7 separate regions of the Mus musculus genome follow, and regions 1, 3, 4, 5, 6 and 7 are each linked to region 2. The links are chromatin contacts, called in public HiChIP or PLAC-seq and promoter capture Hi-C maps. All regions are on one chromosome and are shown on one strand. Each heading gives the region's core, a stretch centred on a gene start, on an enhancer-like site or on the middle of the called end of the contact. The rest is flanking DNA. Distances are from core to core; before and after follow the strand shown. Region 1 has its middle 37 kb from the start of Tns3. Region 2 holds the start of Tbrg4 (transforming growth factor beta regulated gene 4). Region 3 holds the start of Dusp18 (dual specificity phosphatase 18). Region 4 holds the start of Slc35e4 (solute carrier family 35, member E4). Region 5 has its middle 45 kb from the start of Gm36772. Region 6 holds the start of Osbp2 (oxysterol binding protein 2). Region 7 holds the start of Tug1 (taurine upregulated gene 1).

Evidence for each region. Promoter capture Hi-C pulls out the DNA fragments that hold promoters and counts their contacts. HiChIP or PLAC-seq counts read pairs in DNA pulled down with a chosen protein or histone mark. Capture Hi-C pulls out chosen DNA fragments and counts their contacts.
Region 1: an H3K4me3 HiChIP or PLAC-seq map of bone marrow-derived macrophages shows a contact between it and region 2, with 6 times the contacts expected there. The contact joins the enhancer-like site here to the promoter of Tbrg4 in region 2. A contact is called at or near these places in 3 of 39 promoter capture datasets (cranial neural crest, embryonic stem cells and stem cell-derived epiblast-like cells) and 6 of 115 datasets of contacts at active chromatin or transcription factors (bone marrow-derived macrophages, embryonic forebrain, embryonic stem cells and 2 more).
Region 3: a contact with region 2 is called in a promoter capture Hi-C map of liver, with 3 times the contacts expected there. The contact joins the promoter of Dusp18 here to the promoter of Tbrg4 in region 2.
Region 4: a contact with region 2 is called in a promoter capture Hi-C map of adipose tissue, with 8 times the contacts expected there. The contact joins the promoter of Slc35e4 here to the promoter of Tbrg4 in region 2. A contact is called at or near these places in 3 of 39 promoter capture datasets (embryonic stem cells, liver and pre-B cells) and 2 of 9 other capture datasets (adipose tissue and liver).
Region 5: a promoter capture Hi-C map of embryonic stem cells shows a contact between it and region 2, with 4 times the contacts expected there. The contact joins the enhancer-like site here to the promoter of Tbrg4 in region 2. A contact is called at or near these places in 3 of 39 promoter capture datasets (embryonic stem cells, pre-B cells and stem cell-derived epiblast-like cells) and 2 of 115 datasets of contacts at active chromatin or transcription factors (large pre-B cells and stem cell-derived neural progenitor cells).
Region 6: a contact with region 2 is called in a promoter capture Hi-C map of liver, with 2.8 times the contacts expected there. The contact joins the promoter of Osbp2 here to the promoter of Tbrg4 in region 2. A contact is called at or near these places in 2 of 39 promoter capture datasets (liver and pre-B cells).
Region 7: a promoter capture Hi-C map of adipose tissue shows a contact between it and region 2, with 8 times the contacts expected there. The contact joins the promoter of Tug1 here to the promoter of Tbrg4 in region 2. A contact is called at or near these places in 2 of 39 promoter capture datasets (liver and pre-B cells), 1 of 484 Hi-C or Micro-C datasets (B cells) and 2 of 9 other capture datasets (adipose tissue and liver).

Annotation. Positions count from the first base shown.
Region 1 is chr11:8,700,167-8,703,314 of GRCm38.p6, reverse strand. No RefSeq gene overlaps it. Among named protein-coding and RNA genes, the nearest start is that of Tns3, 37 kb to the right of the region's middle. Within about 2 kb of position 1,709, at least 83 of the 459 cell types and tissues checked have an H3K27ac peak or open chromatin away from gene starts, as enhancers often do. A contact at or near this core is called in bone marrow-derived macrophages, where this site is marked.
Region 2 is chr11:6,624,592-6,627,348 of GRCm38.p6, reverse strand. It overlaps Tbrg4 (transforming growth factor beta regulated gene 4), which reads left to right and starts at 1,282. Exons shown (of 12, transcript NM_134011.3): 1 at 1,282-1,384; 2 at 2,136-2,200.
Region 3 is chr11:3,893,844-3,896,636 of GRCm38.p6, reverse strand. It overlaps Dusp18 (dual specificity phosphatase 18), which reads right to left and starts at 1,397. Exons shown (of 2, transcript NM_173745.5): 1 at 1,120-1,397. 4921536K21Rik (RIKEN cDNA 4921536K21 gene) reads left to right here and starts at 1,511. Exons shown (of 3, transcript NM_026150.3): 1 at 1,511-1,797. The coding sequence starts at 1,550.
Region 4 is chr11:3,913,323-3,916,292 of GRCm38.p6, reverse strand. It overlaps Slc35e4 (solute carrier family 35, member E4), which reads left to right and starts at 1,629. Exons shown (of 2, transcript NM_153142.3): 1 at 1,629-2,970.
Region 5 is chr11:8,753,217-8,756,296 of GRCm38.p6, reverse strand. No RefSeq gene overlaps it. Among named protein-coding and RNA genes, the nearest start is that of Gm36772, 45 kb to the left of the region's middle. Within about 2 kb of position 1,611, at least 13 of the 459 cell types and tissues checked have an H3K27ac peak or open chromatin away from gene starts, as enhancers often do. A contact at or near this core is called in embryonic stem cells and stem cell-derived epiblast-like cells, where this site is marked.
Region 6 is chr11:3,862,506-3,865,634 of GRCm38.p6, reverse strand. Osbp2 (oxysterol binding protein 2) reads left to right here and starts at 1,732. Exons shown (of 14, transcript NM_152818.3): 1 at 1,732-2,402. The coding sequence starts at 1,768.
Region 7 is chr11:3,647,307-3,650,259 of GRCm38.p6, reverse strand. It overlaps Tug1 (taurine upregulated gene 1), which reads left to right and starts at 1,446. Exons shown (of 4, transcript NR_002321.2): 1 at 1,446-1,507. Morc2a (microrchidia 2A) reads right to left here and starts at 823. Exons shown (of 27, transcript NM_001159288.2): 1 at 114-823.

The DNA.
Region 1 (3,148 bases), core at 460-2,959, 2.1 Mb before region 2:
TATGCCAGGGCCTAGCAAACACAGAAGTGGATGCTCACAGTCAGCTATTGAATGGACCACAGGGCCCCCAATGGAGGAACTAGAGAAAGCACCCAAGGAACTAAAGGGAACTGCAACCCTATAGGTGGAACAACAATATGAACTAAGCAGTACCCCGGAGCTCTTGTCTCTAGCTGCATATGTATCAAAAGATGGCCTAGTCGGCCATCACTGCAAAGAGAGGCCCATTGGACTTGCAAACTTTATATGCCCCAGTACAGGGGAACGCCAGGGCCAAAAAAGGGGAGTGGGTGGGTAGGGGAGTGGGGGTGGGTGGGTATGGGGGACTTTTGGGATAGCATTGGAAATGTAAATGAGCTAGATACCTAATAAAAATGGAAAAAAAAGATTCGGGGGGGGGGGGGACAAAAAAACAAACAAACAAAACGATCCTTCAAGGGTTTTAGAGCATGAGTCCATAGACCAACATAAAACACATCAGAAGTTTAGTCTGAAATGCCCAGCTCATAAGCGCTCATGTGGTTCTGTTTGTTTGTTTGTTCATTTGTTTTTCTTAACCTTCATCCACAGTGCTCAGAGCCAATGACACGGCACATGTTCAATCACTAGTCAATGTTTACTTCATCTCTCACTTTATCTGGCTATGGGGCCCTCTCATAACATAATGTAAACTCAAGTCAGTTGTGAGCACTTACAAACCTGGACTCCTCCTTGCTACATGCTGCCCCTTTCCTAAACAGAGATGTTTCAGTAGCCTGTTTCAGTTTCACTTGATATCAAAGACCCCCGACTAGACAGGTTATCTGATGGAGCAGCGCAGACAAATGAAGAGGAGCAGAGCTGACTGTCGATGACTCTTGTTGGGGCCACTGATAGGAAGCAGCTGTATGGGGTGTGAACTCCTGTTTGCTGTCATTCCATACTCCTGACCAGCGAAGAGACACAGGCGACATAGCTTCTGTCTGTTGTCAATTATGGACTTAAGGAGCTGTCTCTGGACTAATGTTGTTTTGCTTCTTGGACATCCCAAGAGGCTGGTTGATCTAAAGCACCATAATACTGCCCAAGGCAAAACCACATTAGCCCAGAGACAGCTCATGGATGGTTCAAAACCACATTCCAATGAGTGGATAGGTCTGCAGCCAAGCAAACAAAAGACAGGCTACTGGGGACCCTCTGAAGGTTCCCAAACTCTGTCCCTGTCGTGTTCTCAGATGCACTGTCCTCAGCTAAGTGACTCATGGAATGAGTACAGACACGGCCTCATGAAGAGCAGTGGACTGATTCTTCATAGCTTCCTCATACTGTGGTAGCCTGAACTCTGTGGTCTCTCTCCAGTCTTGCTTGAATGGATGGACATGCATCTTGAGGGGCATTTCCTGTTCCTCTAACGATATCCCGTGGGAGAGATCCTCAGTGGTCACTTCTAATCAGTTGTTATCAGGGGACTGAACAGAACGGGTGTGGAGGAGGGGCCCTAGTGTTTGTAGGTACAGCACAGACCACTTCAAACCCTTCCTTGTGAGGAGTTTTTCAGGATTCCAAAGCTTAGCCTGGGAGTTAGGAATAATGTGGGAAAGTTTGGGAATTACAGTTAAACTCAGGATATCTTCACAGCCAAGTGGAGAGGCCCTAAAAGCCCTGTGTGTAGAGTCTTTTATCTTCAATCTGAGAAAAGAAGGAAGCAGCCTCCCACCCAGATCACTGAGCCGCACCCCTACACACGCCAGAAGTCAGGCTGCTGTTGTGTCTCACTGTGGACGGTCACTCTGCCCACAGAGAAACAGCTTGATGTTTATGGAAACTTGGCACCTCAGATCCCTCCTCAAATCTCTTGAGTTTGAATTTGCTGTTTCAAGGAGTCAAGTTCAAAAAGCTCTGCCTCATAGGACACAGAGATTTAGACAGAGATGTTCCCAGCTTGAGGCCTGGTGATCTGGGCTTTACCCACACATATTGGACACTGTAACTTCTCTGAATCCGAGTCTTGCTTTCTAGTTATGCAGTGACATCTATGATCTTTATCACAGCCAAAGCAGAAACAAAACTCAAAAACAGGCATGCCTATGGAGTGAAATCACAGGACTTCAAATTAGGACGCTCTGGGCCCCTTTTTCCTAGGAAGACACTGGCTGAAAGGACTTTAGAAGACTCTCAGAAACACTCAAAACGCTAGAGGAGCCAAGTAAGTGTCCAGTCAAGTCGGAGGCACACTAAGGACATTTTAACTTCTCTGTGCCACCTCCTCCCTGGTATGACTTGGTGGGAGAGAGCCACAGCTCAACTTCTGCTTCCACCCTTCAAACCAGAGGGAGAGAAGTTCTGTGTGCTGTTTTATGACGTGCCTGAAGAACTGGTCTCTCTCACCTCGCTCTGTGCTCACACAGGAAAAAGTGGTAGCTCCAATTCCATACTGAAAGGGGCACAGGAAGCAGCAGTCACTGCTCACCTGCAGGTGTGTGTGGTGGGGGATGGGGTGTATGGGCAAATGAACACAACAGACTATGGCCCTTAGATGACTTACAAAAATTTAGATACGTAAAAGCAGCTGCAGCCAGGTGGTGGTGGCAGCAGCGCATGCCTTTAATTCCAGCACTTGGGAGGCGGATTTCTGAGTTTGAGGCCAGCCTGGTCTACAAAGTGAGTTCCAGGACAGCCAGGGCTATACAGAGAAACCCTGTCTCGAAAAACAAACAAAAAAGAAAAAAGAAAAGAAAGAAACAAAAGAAAGAAAAAAAGAAAGAAAGGAAGGAAGGAAGGAAGGAAGGAAGGAAGGAAGGAAGGAAGGAAGGAAGAAGGAAATCTTAGAATAGTCTATGACTATCAGCTCTGAGCTGATCTCAAGCTCAGACCTTGCTATGTTCACTAGCAAAAGACTTCCCAGTCTGCAAAACAACGTAGCAGAAACCGTGCCTGGTGCAACCCAGACATCAGATTGAGTCCCGATAAAGGACTTAAATGGTGTCTTGAGTGTGCTGGAAGAGTTAAAGGAAAACACAGAACAATGAGCAAAGGAAAACACAGAGGAGTGTGGACAATGATGGAATGGAGAAAGAAAGCCCACGAGATGAAAGGAAGCGAAATAGAATCCCTGGTGCTGAGAACATGCAGCACCTGAATAGAAAATGTCAGCGAAGGATGTTCAACC
Region 2 (2,757 bases), core at 33-2,532:
ACCAAGGTAAAGCTAGTGTGGCAATATAATGCTAGCTACTGTAAGGCTAAAGCAAGAGAAGCTTCCCTGGATAATTCAGCAATCTTTTATTAACAAGAACCAGCGTTTACGCTTGATTTTAGCCACAAAGGAGAGAAGTAATACACTCTTACAAACATAAAGATTTTTCAAGGAAAATTTTAAGTTAAATTTTCCTTTCTACAAAATTAGGGCCAGCAGGATAACTTAGTGGGGACCTGGGGGTGGGGGTGGGGCATGTCTTTTGTCCTGCACTCCAGAGGCAGAAGGAGGGGGATCTCTGTGAGTTCAAGACCAGCCTGGTCTACACAGCGAGTTCCAAAACAGCCAAGGCTACAAGGAGAAACGCTGTCTAGGAAAACAGACAGTTAGTTTAGGGGCCACTTGACTGTGAGTTCAATTCCCAGATCCCACATGATTGGAAGAAACAAATTTCCCCAAGTTTTCCTGTGATCTCTTCATGCACACATACACCTTTGTCCCAGAGATGCCGTCTGTGGTTTCCTAGCACTGGGATTACTGGGAAAACTCACCTCCCAACCATCCTACCCAGCATTTTGTACTATCTCCTCAGTCCTGCCGTGCGCTAAGGCAGGGCCTTCTCCAGGTCGTCCCGGCTGTCCTAAACTTGGTATGTAGACCAAGCTAGCCACGACCTCAAAGATCCTTTTTCCTGTCTCCTGGCTGGGGTTTTAAGGTGTGTGCCACCACGCCCGGCTATTCTGCTTCTTGATGCAGGGCCTCCACAGTAGTACAGGCTAGCCCTCGGCCTCCTGCCTCCATTACTGAGATTACAGCAATTTATCGGTGTGCCGTTGTATACGGTATGTCCTTTACTTGTTTAATCTAGACAAACTGCTTGCATTTCCGAAAAGACCTTCAGCTGGAGCTACAACTCGCTTCTCTGTAATTACCCGACACCTGGCAATGCCTTCCCGCCCCGAACCCCAAAGTCAACACGGCGGTCCCAACTCACGCCTCTCCTACAGGACCTGTGAAAGGCCCAAGGGAGTGGGGCAGAACGGGCTGACATCAGAGTCGCTACCCAAACTCCGCACAAGTAGGAGACTCTGGCCCGACGTGCCCTGCCGTGTAGAATTCACCCTCTCCTTCCCGTCTACGTTTCCCACGACCAGGATCTCACTACACTTCCCAGTACCGGAAGCCTGAGCGCAACAAAGATGGCGACTGCGGAAGGGGCGGAGGGCGTGGCCTCCGTCCGGGAGCACTGGGCCACCTAGCTTCCGGCGGCGCGCCAGTGACGTCAGTGAGCGCGCCAGGCCGCGTGGAGGCCGTAGGCTGATGGAGGTCAGTGAGGGTGATCGCCGCCGCAGTCTGGCGTCCTGGAGAGACCGGGTTTCTGAACGTGGGTATCCGAGACGGGAAGCGTGGCTGGGAAGGGCAGCAGTTAGTAAGGACCGGCGGGGCTGTTGTGGGGGGAGCCAGGAAAGGGACTCTCGACACCGTGCCCCAAGGGCGCTGTTCGGTTGCAAATTCGGTTCCGGGCTGCGATTGCGCACGCGCTCCTCGGCCCGCGGTAGACACGAGGCCTATCCCGGGAAGCTCCGCTGCCCGCAGTGACCCTTGGCGTCCCCTGCCAGTCACTTTTCGTGTTTCTGCATTTTAGGTTTCAGGGTCGATATTTACTTAGTCGCAGGTCTTGAAAATCGGTAGTTTGCCAGTGCTTTTTTTTTTTTTTTTTTTTTTTTTTTTTGGTTTTTTGAGACAGGGTTTCTCTGTGTAGCCCTGGCTGTCCTGGAACTCACTCTGTAGACCAGGCTGGCCTCGAACTCAGAAATCCACCTGCCTCTGCCTCCAAAGTGCTGGGATTAAAGGCGTGCACCACCACGCCCGGCTCTCCAGCGCTTCTTTACTGTCTGGGTTCAGTAAGTGATGGATATTGGGTTTGGGCAGATGTCCCCCTTCTGAACCATATTTTATTTCCGTGTAAGTATAATTAAGCTAATCTTTTTACAGCTGCAGTAATGTGTTCACATAACAGTAAAATTAAGCTAGCTATATACCCGAATCCCGGAAGCAGAAAAAATTGAGGTGTTTTCTCCTTTAGTTGAAGCAAAGTCCAGTAACTTGTCTCATTTGGTTCTATCTCACCTTAGGGAACAAGACTGGCAGACTTGCCGAAAGAAACGTCATGTGGTTATGTAGCGTGTTCTCGAAAAAGGTAACATTTTGCAGGACTTAGAAAAAGGCAATGCCGTGCCCTGTGATTGGCAGAGAACGCAGTAGCCAGTTTTGCATTGTGAGATAAAAGTGTGAAGTGTAGTTGGAACAGAGCCTGTATTGTAGGGGTTGGATTAAGATTGGCAAGGTGGTGACTCTGGGTGGTGTTAGGGCTTGTTTGCGGTGATCGATTCAATTTGTGAGTTTTGCTTTAAGGGTTCTGGGGTGTGACTCAGTTGGAACTGCTTGTCTAGCTCACATAAAGGCCTAGATTTGATCTTCGGCACTGAATAAACCAGGAGTGATTGGCTATCTTTAATGTTAGCACTTGGGAGGTGGCCGCAAGAGGAATAGAGAAGTTCAAGGTCATCCTTAGCTATGTAAAGTAATTGTAGTCTTGTTTCTTTCTATGTATATAAGTGAACACGGGGACACATGCAGGCACACAGCCCGGGAGAGAGTCAGGTCCCTGGAGCTGGAGTTACAGGCAGTTGTGAGTCCCTCAATGAGGATGCTAGGGACTGAATTTTGGTTATCTGGAAGAATCGTTCGACTTAG
Region 3 (2,793 bases), core at 148-2,647, 2.7 Mb after region 2:
CAAAGGTTAAAGGTGACAAGAGGGAAAGTGATATGCCAAGTCTTTCCATCTTCTCATAACCAGCCAGCAAGTCTAGCTGTTTTCAGCACACATGACTGGTGTCATCTACATACAGCACAGCTAGTGGAAACTCATGTTCTCTGCTCAGCTGTGTGACTTCCAACATTAATGACCTCAAAGTCAACTGAGAGCAAGTAGAAAAGAGCCTTGGTGATGGTCACCTGGAACTGCAGCATTCAGGAGGTAGAAGAGAAAGGTGGGGCCCTTGCTTTATGGGTCCTGCCCCCCAACAAAGAGCTGAGGAAACAAACTACAGGGTTTTTTGTTTGTTTGTTTTGATTTAATTTTTTCCTTGTCACAGAAACAAAGCTGTTTTCTTAAAATTAACCTTTGAGAAATCAGGATTTCCCAGGCAGGCCAGTTTCAGCTAGCATAAGGTCATGGCCTAACTTATCCTCTCAGAATGAAAAGTCATTCAGGTAACCTCAGGCCAATCAGTTATTTTTCCACTGTTCTGTCTCCCTGTTCCTGCCTTCCAAGGAATGTGACTTCCAAGTGACATTTGGTTTTGTTTCTGCTCTCTTCAGTCCCTTCAGAGGTAAAGTTAAAATGCAAAGCTTGTGGGAATGACAAATAAAGGCATTTGTTATAGAGTTGCAAAGATAGTAAGAAGCGATCACAGACAGTAGGACATGGTAGAGCAGACCTGGAAGCTGAAGCAAGATGTGGTGTTCCTGACCAGACTACTGGAACTCTTTCAAGAGTTTCAAGAGGGGGAGGGGGAGGGGGGGGGAGAGGGGAGGAGAGGAAACAGAAACGTCATCTCCATTTTTTACATTTTACAACCAACCAGGCTTTTGGCATCTAGTTAATTTGTAGCCGTGAAACCTGAGACTCGAGGAAAACCAGTTTTGTTCATCATTAGACAGCAAGTTCTGAAGGCTGATATTTCTGGTGGATTACACTTTCTGGAGAAAGTTGGCAAATATAGGTGGGGCGCTGGTTAAATTCTGGGTTATAAACGTGGAACAGAGTCCACAAGTAGATGAGTGGAAGGTGCCACAACAAGCCTAGGAAGCTTGGCCTCTCTACGTGGTGACAAGACTCAAACAATCTTACCTCCTTCCCTCAGTGCCCCCGAAATCTTTCAGGGCAGAGCCGCGGACGACCCTCTCCAAGAAAGAGAGGGCCCTTCATGATTCCGGACCTTGGTAGCAACGGCTTCTCCTCGCGGAACAATGGGCAGTTCGGGGCTTAGGGGGACCCCGCGACTGATTCTGTACCTCGAAGGACTACGCAGTTCCCAGGCGTTTGGGAAAAGCTGGGTGGGCTGCCTGTCTTCACAGAAATGCGCCAAGTAGCCAGAAGGACCATTGCTACACCCACCGCCTGCACGCCCCGCCCACTCACCCTTCGTCTCCTAGGCAACACGCCCAACAGAGCCTCACAAAGAACGCCTAAAGACTGTCACGCGGTCTGCTTGCCGGTTGTCTCCCAGGCAACGCACTCCAGTGTAGATAGTTGCTCTGCGACCGCGTGTCTTTCCACCATGGTTTTAGGTCTTGCTAGCTTTCCTGAGTCGCTCTCTAGCCAGTCAGAGACCGCTACACAGCCCAGAAGGCCTTCAGTCAAATGGGACTTGGGCTCGGATTACAGGAAAGGTACCGAAGAGACTACCGCTTCTGGTTCGAACTTCCGGCGCGAGAGACTGGACAGCCAGCCGGATCTTGGCCTCCACGTCCAACCACAGATCTACTTCCTGCGGCCGCGGTCCCCACTCCCCAAGTTGTTATTCAGGTGTGGCTCGGGTATACAAAGCAGTTGTCAGACCCGGGACCCCGTAAGGGAATCCGACTCACTTTGTTCCAGCCGTGTCCCCCCCCCAACCTCCGCCCTTAGATGTTCCTCTGATCGCAGCAATGTCTCCGATCGCAGGATTTTTCAGACTCAGGCCAACCCGTAGGACCTTCAGAAGCCCGTTTTCTGGGCCGAAGGCACTGTCCCGTTTCTAGCCTTCCGAATGAATCCTGACCCTGGCGTAGTGTAGGCTTGACGTCTGCAATTGGTCTCAGGCTCCAATCGACTTGGCAACTCCAGGCCTTCCCATTCTCCAGCGTCCTTGAAAAGCCTTCAGTTCCCCAATGTTTGACTCCAATCCTGTCCCCCTTCTTCAACCGGCATCAGCCAAGGATGTAACAAGTCCTACAGAGGATTTATTATGGAAACACAATTTGTTTCAAAAATGACCAGTATTTATTACTTGATAAATTTGGTGCATCACTAAGTAAAGAGGGTCTTTAAATATTTAGTCTCTTTTTGGTTGAAAATAGGACTTAGACTTGTGTGTAAATTCCTGACCGTTGACTCTGTCTTCCCATCCGCACCTGGGTATGTTGAGTCATCCTGCATAAAAACCAGAAAAGTGGAACTGGGTAGCTTTCAATGTTCGTTCCTTTGTATTAGCAAGCACAGCCTGACCACAGTTGTTCCTAACTCATAGGAAAATGAACTGGAGAACGTTATTAGAATCCCCCTAAAGGTGCTTTGTTTTCTTCTTAACTGAACGTGGTTGCACACGATTGTAATCAAGCACTCAGGTGCTGGAGGCAGGAGGATTGGAAATTCAAGGTCACTCTCAGTTCAAGAGGGAGTTCTAGGCCAGCCTGGATACACGAGACCTTGTCACAAAATATACATCTTTTTGTTTGTTGGGTTTGGTGGTGGTGGTGTTTTCTGTTTTTTTGTTTTTGTTTTGTTTTTGTTTTGTCTGACTATGAATGTATTTTATGATGA
Region 4 (2,970 bases), core at 380-2,879, 2.7 Mb after region 2:
GTCTATAGTGTGTTTGTCACTGTGGTCTCCTCATAGGTCACATACAGGACACTTGAGCCCAAATATAGAAATGACCCAGTCAGGCTTGAAGCCCGAAGAAAAACAGACCATACCTCTCTCTGCAGCACAGTCACTAGGGAGAGGTTCTTTTTTTGCTTCCCAGCCTCCCTCAGAAGTGTTTCCTGCACCCCTGGCTTCGCAGGGAGGTGGGCCCCTCATACAGTAGGGCTCAAATTTGAGGGGTGCTGTGGGAGGCATAGGCTGCTCTGAGATCTTGAGTAGACCCTAAGGAACGTGAATGAGCCCTCTACCCCAGTGATATCCTCCTTGAATCCGGGCCTCCTGGCTCTGGATCCACAGTAAAATACAGTCTGATGTTGAGACAGGTTAAAATGGGTTTCTGAGGCTAGAGAGATGCTCAGTGGTTAAAAGCATTTACTGGGCTGGAGAGATGGCTCAGCAGTTAAGAGCACTGACTGCTCTTGAGTTCAATTCCCAGTAACCACATGGTGGCTCACAACCATCTGTAATGGGATCCGATGTCTTCTTCTGATGTTTCTGAAGATAGCTACAGTGGTGTATGCATATACATAAAATAAGTCTTTTTTTTTTTTTTAAAGCACTTACTGCCCTTGCAGAGGACCTAAATTTGGTCTTTAGCACCCACATAGTAGTTCACAGCCACTAGTAACTTCAGATGCAGGAGATCTGATGCCCTTTTGGCTCTGCAGGCACCGGCCATGCACATGGTGCGCACACTCACATGCAGGCAAATCACTCATCCATATAAAATATCTAACAAAAAAATTGTTCAAGGAGCTGGAGAGATGGCTCAGCAGTAGGAGAACTGGCTGCTCTTCCACAAAATCCAGGTTAATTCCCAGCACTCACATGGCAGCTCACAACTGTCTGTAACTCCAGTTTCAGGGGATCTGATGCCCTCACAGACATCCATGCATAGTTACAGATAGACAGACAGGCTAAACACCAATGCACATAAATCTTTTTAAAATGGGCACAGAAGTGGGCAGAGGCACCTGCTTGTAATCTCAGCATTCCCATACAGACATTCACACCACTAATAATAAACAAAAAATTTAAATAGGAAGAAATGCTTTTTAATTCAAAGAAGCTTAGTGGATAATGGATTAAAAATCCCAGAGGAATATAGTTCACTGAAAGCCCAGATTCCTCTTCTTAAAAAATGTGTGTGTGTGTGTGTGTGTGTGTGTGTGTGTGTGTGTTGGAGGGGGGAGGGGAGAGGCTCATTCAGTTTCCCTCCCATAACTCTTCTTGGAAAAACTATCTAAATGCCCCAGATTTTGATCCTTTCCCTGGAAGTCTCCTACCTACACTCTCTGCCCTTCAACTTGGGTTACTCAGCAGAGATCTACGGGTTCCCGCGGGTATCAGACTCATCGGAGGCAAGTGTGACAGTGTAGATTCCTGGTTCATCTGGGACAGAGATCTGATTTAGGTCTCAGGTGGGACTGGCTTATTTTCACCTGAATTTCTTTGGGAAGGGATTAGGAACGCTTGCAACAGTGCGGAGTCACGACCACCAGAGGGCGCTGCGGGCCGGGCTACACAGTTGCGCTTTGCGATCTTGTTTCTCTAGGCAGGTTGTCATCCAGGACTTGTTTGACAACAGAGCCGGGTGAGGCCTGTGCAGGTGAGCGGGAGCTTCCCCAGAAATCCAATTACCGGAAAGAGTCCAGGATGGACCTTGATTCTTGCTCACGCGTTGGGCTGGGAACAGGTCCCTGGGTTTCAGCTGCTTACCCTAACCTGAATTCAGGTGGGAAACCCGGGAACCATCCAGGATTCTGCTCCGTGGGCCTCATGAAACCCAGCTGTGAGTCACCTCGGAATGCCTAGGGAGCAGCACATAAAGTCGGCTAGCTCGGGATGGATGCCGGCCCGCTGTACCCTGCTTCCCGGAGCTGTGGTTAGCTTTGGTGATTCATTTCCCCTTCTGCTGCCCCAGAGGGGGCGCCGCCCTGGTTTGAGAGGGGGAGAAAAGATCTGGAGTGGAATGGAGGGGGAACAAGATGAGGCAGCCTTAAGGGACCACGTGGTCTAGCTCCGTTGAATTCCAAGATCTCAAGGAGACCTTTGTGGTCTGGGATCAGGTGATGTGGTATGTCTCACTTCAACGCCCTGCTTCTCGACGATGGCAGACAGCTTGGGGACGGCTCTGCAGAGTGCCCAGGGTTTCCAGCACTGGATACTGGTCTTTTTAAGGAAGGCTCTACTTGGCGCTGGAGACAATCCGGATTCCGGTTGGTGGCTGGTACAACCCACACTCTCCACTAAGGGATTCGCGGCCGCAGCTGCGCAAGCCAAGTCGGGAGGCGCAAAGGCTGTGGGAGGGGCTAGACGTCCGCCGGGCTCCGGGGCTGGTACTCGTGGGCGGGGCCCGGGCTGAGCCCAACTTTCCGGGTGGAGCGCAGCTTCGGTAGCGGCGGAGAGGGCAGGGCCGGGAAGCGCTGAGCCGCGCGGGACTCGGGAGGGACTAGAGCCCGGCGCCCGAAGCTGCCAGATCCACCGCGGGAGCCGAGCGGCAGCCAGAACAGCCAGAGCATCCTGAGAGGCTGCAGCCAGTCCGAGCTCGCGATTCCGCGTCCGCCGGCCTATCGGCGTCTATTCCCGGTCCAGTAAAAGGCTAAAGGGGGCTGGGGGAGGGGAGCGACGGCTGCAACCTCCGTTCCCACGCTCGGAATATTATCGACCCTGCCAGACCTGGTCCGGGCCTGAGCACCAAACACGCAGGCGGTCGGGGTCAGTCAGTGACCTCATCCTGACAGTCTGGGGACCAAAGATGGAAAAAGACAAACGGATTCGGTGTGAAAGCATCGCGTGAGCTTAGGGCGCGGAGAAGAGAGAAGGCCTCCCCTGGTGCGGGAGGTGCCCAGGGCTTACGAGGCCTGGGTGGACACCAGCCAGTCCGGCATCTTAGCAGCCACGACC
Region 5 (3,080 bases), core at 362-2,861, 2.1 Mb before region 2:
AGTTAGTTAAGAAATAAATTTTAAGAATGAATTTATGAAATTCCTAGGCAAATGGATGGACCTGGAGGGCATCATCCTGAGTGAGGTAACCCAATCACAAAGGAACTCACACAATATGTACTCACTGATAAGTGGATATTAGCCCAGAAACTTAGGATACCCAAGATATAAGATACAATTTGCTAAACACATGAAACTCAAGAAGAATGAAGACCAAAGTGTGGACACTTTGCCCCTTCTTAGAATTGGTAACAAAACACCCATGGAAGGAGTTACAGAGACAAAGTTTGGAGCTGTGACGAAAGGATGGACTATCTAGAGACTGCCATATCCAGGGATCCATCCCATAATCAGCTTCCAAACACTGACACCATTGCACACACTAGCAAGATTTTGCTGAAAGGACCCAGATATAGCTGTCTCTTGTGAGACTATGCCGGGGCCTAGCAAACACAGAAGTGGATGCTCACAGTCAGCTATTGGATGGATCACAGGGCCCCCAATGGAGGAGCTAGAGAAAGTACCCAAGGAGCTAAAGGGATCTGCAACCCTATAGGTAGAACAACATTATGAACTAACCAGTACCCCGGAGCTCTTCACTCTAGCTGCATATGTATCAAAAGATGGCCTAGTCAGCCATCACTGGAAAGAGAGGCCCATTGGACATGCAAACTTTAAATGCCCCAGTACAGGGGAACGCCAGGGCCAAAAAGTGGGAGTGGGTGGGTAGGGGAGTGGGTAGGAGGGTATGGGGGACTTTTGGGATAGCATTGGAAATGTAAATGAGGAAAATACCTAATAAAAATATAAAAAAAAAAGAAAGAAAGAAAGAAAGAAATTTTAGAGCCAGGCGTGATGGTGCACGCCTTTAATCCCAGCACTCAGGAGGCAAAGGCAGGCGGATTTCTGAGTTTGAGGCCAGCCTGGTCTACAAAGTGAGTTCCAGGACACCCAGGGCTATACAGAGAAACTCTGTCTCAAAAAAAAAAAAAAAAGAAAAGAAAGAAAGAAAGAGAAAAAAGAAAGAATCTTATTTCTCTTGAAAAAACATTTTTTCATGTGTATTAGCTATTAGTAGTTCTTTCAAGAGCTTTATGTCCAACTCATTTACCTGTTTATTAGTGGACTATTTACTCTTTTGATGTTTGATTTTTGTTGTTGTTGTTATTGTGGTGGTTGTTGTTGTTGTGGTTGTTGTTGTTGTTATTTGTAACCTCCTTCCAGCCTAGCCAGGCTGGTTCAGACCATCCACCACTGAGGCAGAGCCACCTGCTGTGCTGCTTCTCATCACTCTCCTTATATGTTACACTGCCTGCTACCTGCCTGAGGCCAAACCAGTTCTCCAAGATCTTCCAGAGTTAGCTGAGAACTGTGATTTTTGTGAGTTCCTGCTAAAAGACTGTTCTGACAACTTCACAAAAAACTTGGTGTGACTGGGAATGGGCCTCCCCTCTCCTTTAATTACCTAGCAAAGTTAATTTGGAGCTCAGCCTCCACTTCCAGAGAATCTCTGACCTTTCTGCTAATTCTCAAAGCCAGCCCTCCCACCCCCGGAGCTCAAAGCCTGAGCTTGATCATTGCTAATTTGCAACTGAATGGAGTAGCTGAACTTCTTCAAGGAAGCTTTTAAACAGTTGCTTTTTCACTGCCCCACCTTTGTTTCTCAAGCAGATCAGCCACCTTTCAGCCTGACTGCAGCAGGAGTAAAACCTCGCCTTCAACAGCACAGGTGGCAGTTATTATTCTCCATCAAGAAGCATTCTAAGTACATATTGTGGCTTTGGTCTGAATTGGGAGTATGGTGTGCTATGAGGGCCTGACAGTCAATGACGGGCACCAAGAACTCAGAATCATACCAATCTAAGACAGGGGTACATGCCAAAAGGCCGTGGCTATTGATAACACACCACAGGGTCATGTTTCTGTGAAATATGACACAAACTAGCTGCACGTACACTCTATGACAGATAAGGATGATTTGAGAAAATCTAAGATTTCCTAAGACAGGCGGGGCTGCCAGCCACCATAACTCCCAGGCAGGACTATAGAGCATAAATAAATTTTATGCCTCAGTCCAGTTTTGTTTTGTTTAATATTATTTAAAGTGGTGGTGGTGGGGGGGGAATGCAACCTCCTACCAGCCTGGCTGAGAATTGTGATTTTTGTGAGTTCCTGCTGAAAGACTGTTCTGACAACTTCACAAGAAACTTGGTGTGACTGAGAATGGGCCTCCCCTCTCCTTTATAAAGCATGTCTGCCACCATTAAAGTTGAGCCTTGATCAGAATACTGTTTTGGTTCCATTTCTCTCTCTACCTGCCTAGATTCCTTCTTTTCTTTCAGCTCCAAGATGGCTCCCAGGCTCGAACCCAGATATGAGAGCCACAGGCCGACCCCAACAATTGTTTTTAAATGTACATTTTATTTATTTTTTATTTTATTAGATATTTTATTAACATTTCAAATGCTATCCCAAAAGTTCCCTATACCCTCCCCCCACCCTGCTCCCCTACCCACCCACTCCCACTTCTTGGCCCTGGCGTTCCCCTGTACTGGGGCATATAAAGTTTGCCAGACCTAGGGGCCTCTCTTCCCAATGATGGCCAACTAGGCCATCTTCTGCTAATTATGCAGCTAGAGACATGAGCTCTGTGGGTAGTAGTTAGTTCATATTGTTGTTCCACCTATAGGGTTGCAGACCCCTTTAGCTCCTTGGGTACTTTCTCTAGCTCCTCCATTGGGGGCTCTGTGTTCCATCCTATAGATGACTATGAGCATCCACTTCTGTATTTACCAGGCACTGGAATAGCCTCATATGAGACAGCTATATCAGGGTCCCTTCAGCAAAAACTTGCTGGCATATGCGATAGTGTCTGGGTTTGATGGCTGATTATGGGATGGATCTCCAGGTGGGGTAGTCTCTGGATAGTCCATCCTTTCGTCTTAGCTCCAAACTTTGTCTCTGTAACTCCTTTCATGGGTATTTTGTTCCCTATTCTAAGGAGGAATGAAGTATCCACACATTGGTCTTCTTTCTTCTTGATTTTCTTATGTTTTGCAAATTATATCTTGGTTATTCTA
Region 6 (3,129 bases), core at 483-2,982, 2.8 Mb after region 2:
TTTTTTAAATGTGCATGGCTGTTTTGCCTTCCCATAGATGCCCATACACCACATTTGTGCCTGTAGAGGCCATAAAAGGGCATTGGCTCCCTGGGACTGGAGTTGTAGATGGTGTGAGCTGCAGTGTGAGTTCTGGGACCTGAATCCCAGGTCCTTAGCAAGACTGGCCATCGCTCCTGCTCCGGGTGGCTCTGTCTATCTTGTGCATTTCCTGCTCCAGACTTGGAGTTGACATTTCTTTGGGAAAGATCAGAGATTTTAAAGTTTTTCTTTTTTTTTGTCCAGAATATTAAGAGTGAAAGCTCTGGGCCAGGTATAATGGCTCACGTCTGTAATCCCAGAACTCTGGTTCTAAGAAACAAACATTTCCAGATGGAGACCAGCCTGGACTACATATAAAGACTCTGTTTCAACACACTTTATTTTAAAAGATTTATTTATTTTATCTTATGTTTATGAGTATACTGTAGCTATACAGATGATTGTGAGCCTTCATGTGGTTTCTGTTCTGGGAATTGAATTCAGGACCTCTGTTCACTCAGGCACAAAGATTTATTTATTGTTATATGTAAGTACACTCTAGCTGTCTTCAGACACACCAGAGGAGGGCATCAGATCTCACTACAGATGGTTGTGAGCCACCATATGGTTGCTGGGAATTGAACTCAGGACCTTTGGAAGAGCAGTCAGTGCTCTTACCCACTGAGCCATCTCACCTCCTTCCCCCCCCCCCCCACTTTAAAAATGAAAATAAATTTCCCTTGTTTCTAGAAGCTTTGGTTTCTCTAGGATAAAGGGCATTCCTTGTGGTGGGGTGTGGGGCAGCTGTTCTGTGTCCTGCCCTCCTCTTGACAAAACACTGAGCTATTAGCTATTTGCCAGACAAGCTGTTCTCCCTGGTTTGGGTCTTTGTACACAGCGGTTTCTCCTTGAAGGTCTTTCTTGTTTCTCTAACTCTGTAGACCTTGTCTCTTCTGTGACTCTTGCCCAAATTTGGTAGAACTAATGACAGGCCTGTCATCTTAGGTAGCTTGGCAATTTGTTTCAGGAGTCGAAACATCTCGTTAAGAATTTATTAGTTAGCTTCCTTCCCTGAGGGCTGCACACACATCTGACACGTGCATGCACAGTGGCTGCTTCCCAAGCTTGTCAACCTTGCTCTCATCTCCTGCTCTGGTCGCTGACAAAATGTACCACAGAACTCTCTAGTTAATAACTCAATGATGCTCTCGGAGCATCTACTCTGCCAAATGTGCCTCATATGCACCATCTTATTACAGCCTTTGAAGGAGGTATTATCTTCATTGTATAGATGAGCCAACAGAAGTTTGTGGAGTGGCTACAGTTCCCACAACTAGGGAGAGGGCCTAGGCTGGATTTCCTCAGGTCGGACTCCCAGGGTTTGAGATTTGCTGTCCACGACCCACCCATTGCTCAGAGTTGCGTGGCGAGCGCACCGCGTGGCTTTCATTCACCATTGTTCTCCCAGCGCCTGGCACAGGAGGGACAGCAGCCTGAAGCGTGAAGTGCCTTCCACGTCGTCTGCCTAACTCTTGGCCCACGGGGTTCCTTCCACCTTAGCCAGAGCGGCGGAGGGACCCACGCGCACCCGATCTCTGTCGCTCACGTGAGGGCTCCACCCATCCCGTCCACTCCTCCACCAACCCCGCCCGGCTCCGCCCCGCCACTCCCTCCGAACAGGCCCCACCCACTCCCGCCCCGCCCCGCCCCCACTCCGCGCTCCGCCGAGCTCGGGTCCACAGCTCTATGGGGAAAGCGGCCGCTCTGAGCCGAGGCGGCGGCTGCGCTGGCCGCTCCCGCGGGCTCTCGTCGCTGTTCACGGTTGTGCCCTGCTTGTCCTGCCACACGGCGGCGCCGGGCATGAACTCATCCGCGTTCGGCTCAGGACCAGCGTCAAAGCCTCAGCTCCAGCCTGTGCAGGCACCAGAGCGGGAGTTGCTGTCGAAACAGGTGTGCCAGCCAATTTCTGAGCCGGCGTCGAGATCCGAACCTGGGTCCCAGACGACGTCTGTGCCAAGGCCTTCAGGGGTTGGGCAGGAATCGGAACTACAGGGCTTGTGGCCGGGGTCAGAGAACGGCACAAGGTCTGTGTCCATCATCAAAGCTTCGCCAGAGCTGGCAATGCCGTCCCCGCTGCAGTCAACAGTAGGGAGTTTGCCCGTCACCAAACCCGAGTCCAAGCTGGTGCCAAAGACCCAGTCTTTTCTGCGACAAGGACAGGCGAAGATTTCTGTCGGGACTCCGGTGTCAGGGATTGGTGTCCAAATGGTCTCACCACCTCTGGACAGCTACAAGGGTTGGCTCCTCAAGTGGACTAACTACCTGAAGGGCTACCAGCGCCGTTGGTTCGTGCTCGGCAATGGCCTGCTGTCCTACTACAGGTACGGAAGTACCGAGGTAGGACATCTGTGGTTGGAGGGTGGTGGTGGCCGGCCTCGACTGTGGGGTGGGTGTCACCATAACCCTTCTGAGATGTTTGCATGAACTTCTGTAGAAGTAATGCCTGTCAACTGCCAAGGGAAGACGTGACCTGTGGACATGGCCTCTGGCAAGCTTGAGTTTAAAAGGATGAGTGGGGAGATGGGTGGAGTAGGTCTTTTGTTCCCCTCCTGTTTTTGGTGGTCATGGAACCAGGGGCTGCGTCTGGTTCACTGTGTTCATGGAGGGAGGCAGCTAGTGAACCCCTCTCTTGGGAAGGACTGTGGGTCCCACCTCCCGTGGTTACTTCATTTGTTTCCTACCTTTGCTGACACCTGCTGGTGGCCAGGCCTTGGGCTGGGACTCGCTGACCCACAGATAGAGCAGACATAGTGTGTACCCCCTGGGACCCCAAGTTGACATTTTGCAGCAGATAATGCTTTCCTGTTCCCTTGCTTATTCCAGAAGTAGCTTGGGTTTCGGAGCTGCAGTAGAGACAGAGCTGGCACGACCTCCTGCTAAAGCTGGACTTCCTTCCCTTTCTCACTAGCTGTTTCCTGGGATTGCAAGCTTTGAGATCTCAGGCCGCTCTAGATGAGAGCTTCTCAAACTAAGTGGGGTTGCTGCAGCAGTGTCTAGGTCTCCCGCTGAATCCCTCCTGAGATAGGCCTGAGGAAAGCACCCGAGGGA
Region 7 (2,953 bases), core at 197-2,696, 3.0 Mb after region 2:
AAATTTCCCTAGTATCTATTCAAAATACAGGCAGATATTTAAAACTGCGAGTGATTTAAGTATTTCAATGACTCTGATGTAATACTTTGGAAAGAACTATATTCGAAACCTACTGTCCTTAAGTGCTCCGGGGGGTCAAGCTTTCTTCACACAATTCCGACGCACATCAAAAGTGAACGGTTCTGAATGGTCTTCAAACTTGGAGGTTTACAGCTTCAACTTCACGTTCAAGTCCTTTTCTGTTCTCCTAAATTCAGGAAATTGACCTACTTCTGACGGTTCACCTACTTCATTACCACCGAAGACTTTGTCACCACCGAAGACACCAGGCTCCTCAAAAGAGTGCTCTACTGGACAGTGCAGTGGAGTGGAGGCTACTTCTGGCTTCACCGCTTTCCAACAGAAAGGTCCTTGGTGCTGACTGACAGATTTCTTTTCCCAAACCCCGCCCAAACACAGCTTGCTATTATGCCACAATCACCACAGGTTGTGGGTGAAATTACTCACAGTGGCCCACAGAAACACCTCACAACCTACCCTCCCGAATCACCTCAGGTGCGCCCTTCCCCCACACCCTTCAGAAGATGGCCTCGGGCCCTCGGGCCTTCCCAGGCCTGGGTCCTGTGGCCACCTCCTCGCTACCGACAGACAGGAGTTAGTCCCAGAGCCTGGGAGAACAGAGGAAAGTGGCGAGTGCACCACCAGATCCGATCGGGCGTTGCCTGCAGCTCGCAGATGCCTTTGTCCCTCCCCGTGGAATTGGAACTCAACCACCGCAGCGCGCTCTTGGAACCATGTGCTGCCTCCGCTGCCGCTGCCGCCGCCGCCGCCGCCGCCCGCCCGCGCCGCGACACGACACGACACGCCGCGCCTCAACAGACGATGACAGGCTGGGCGTCACGAGATTCAGCGTTCAGTACGGCTTTGCGGCCGGTGCTGCCCGCGCCACCGCTACCTCAGCCACCGCTTTGTCTCCGTAAGCGCACGCAGCGCGAATCACCTCGCTCACTCCCGACGGCCCGGCCGCCGAGGCCTCCAGCGCACCTTCGGCCAATCACAGAGCTCGAAGTCTTCCCGCCCCCGCCCTGAGACTCCACCTTCTGATTGGCGAGCGACGTCGGTCCACGTGACCGGATCTTGTTTGGCCGGTCCGCCCCCATCACGTGAGGGCGCGCGCCTCTCTTCCTGCTTTCCTGACCCCTCTCGGCCATTTAAAGGAACAGTACCGGGGGCGGGCCGAGAGACGCAGCCGGGACGGTAGCTGCAGAGCAGAGCGGAGGAGCCATCTTGTCTTGTCGCCGGGGAGTCAGGCCCCTAACTCGAAGAAGCCCTGGCGCGCCCTCCCCCCCTCCCCGGTCTGGTAGGGCGAAGGAGCGGGCGTGCGGTCGATCGAGCGATCGGTTGGCGGCTCTTTCTCCTGCTCTGGCATCCAGCTCTTGGGGCGCAGGCCCGGCCGCCGCGGCGCGCGCCCGGTGGCCGTTGGCGCTCGCGCCGCGTCTTTCTTCTCGTACGCAGAACTCGGGCGGCGGCCTATGCTTTTGCGATCCGACGAGGGGTCGTCCGGGTGGTTGGCGGCGGCGGGCAACTCCGCCCCGCTCCCGGGGAGGCGGCGGGGGAAGCTGGGGTGGCCGGGGCTGGCCTGGAGGCCTGGCGCCACCCCTCGGGGCCTGCTAGGACCCAGTTGGAGGGTCAAGAGGGAGCTGGAGGATGGTTGGTGGTGGGCTTCCTCCTTTGCCTTTTCCTACTTATGCCACCTTAGTGGGGAGCGAGAGCGCTGGCGGCAGCTCCGGGGTGGGGATTCGAGCTCCGGAGTCGGAAGATCTGGGTTTGCTTCCGGGCCTAGCCACTCGCTGGCCGAGTGACCTTAGGCAAGTCACTCTGTAATCTGTCTGCGCCTCAGTTTCCTCCTCTGCCTATCAGTGTGTGTATGGAATTGGAAGCTCTCTTCAAAAGTGTCGGTTTACAGAAAGATGATTATTGTTTTTTTTTCCTTTGAGTTGCAAGAAGTCATAACAATTGCTCATTCCCTGAAATTAAATTCGGGAACCTTTTATTGGAGTTGGAGATGGGAAGGTTCCCTGAACTTCTTCTGTACAGAAACACGTGGGAAAGTGTTTTCTAGGGGGATGAGTAGATCCTTCAGTAGCGAGTTTTCAAAGGGGGCTATGACCCAGAAGAGTTTAGAACAGTTTTTGCCACCGGGAGGAAACTGAGGCCTACATGTCATCTGGGACCCTTCACAACCAATATGAAGCCCCCATTTGAGTCCCTGGTATATGTGAGCTGCTTCTTACTGCATAATGGCTGTTTCAGGTACCATCACTTCACTGCTTGGCTTTTAGTCAAAGCCCTTTCCTTTCACCATAGGGTGCCTGAAGGGTGGCTGATGCCTATGGTACAATGGCACCCACTAGAAAGCAGCTACAATTAGGAGTGAATGTGTCCTCGAGTAACAAGAAGTGTAATCTCTGGCCCAGCGATTGTTTTCTGCTGCTCGTACTGGTGCCTGACTACTTTTCTCTCGTTAACTATTTTTTTACAACCATGATTGACACCCATTATTTGCTCCTATTTTATATCCCTGGTTTTCGTGGTTGATAGTGAACAGGATTATTTTTAAATGGTGCTGCCAAAACCAGTTAATAGTGCACATGGATTTTTAGCAAGAGGGCTACTTGGAACAGACTGAACCAGGCGTTGGATTCCTGAAAATGTTTGGGGTTTTTTTTTTTTTTTTTTTTTTTTTTTTTTTGGGGGGGTTTTTTGTTTTGTTTTTTAAATTGAAGGCTAAAGTTTTTGAAAAAACTTTGTTGGACTCTGGCTGGGACACAAAATCAGATATTTGGAATCATTTTGAAGCTTAACTTTTTCCTAACCAGCCTTGTATTCTAATTGCTTGCAAATGTGAGACTGAATGGCCAAAATGCCGTTTGTTTGTTTGTTTATTGTCAGC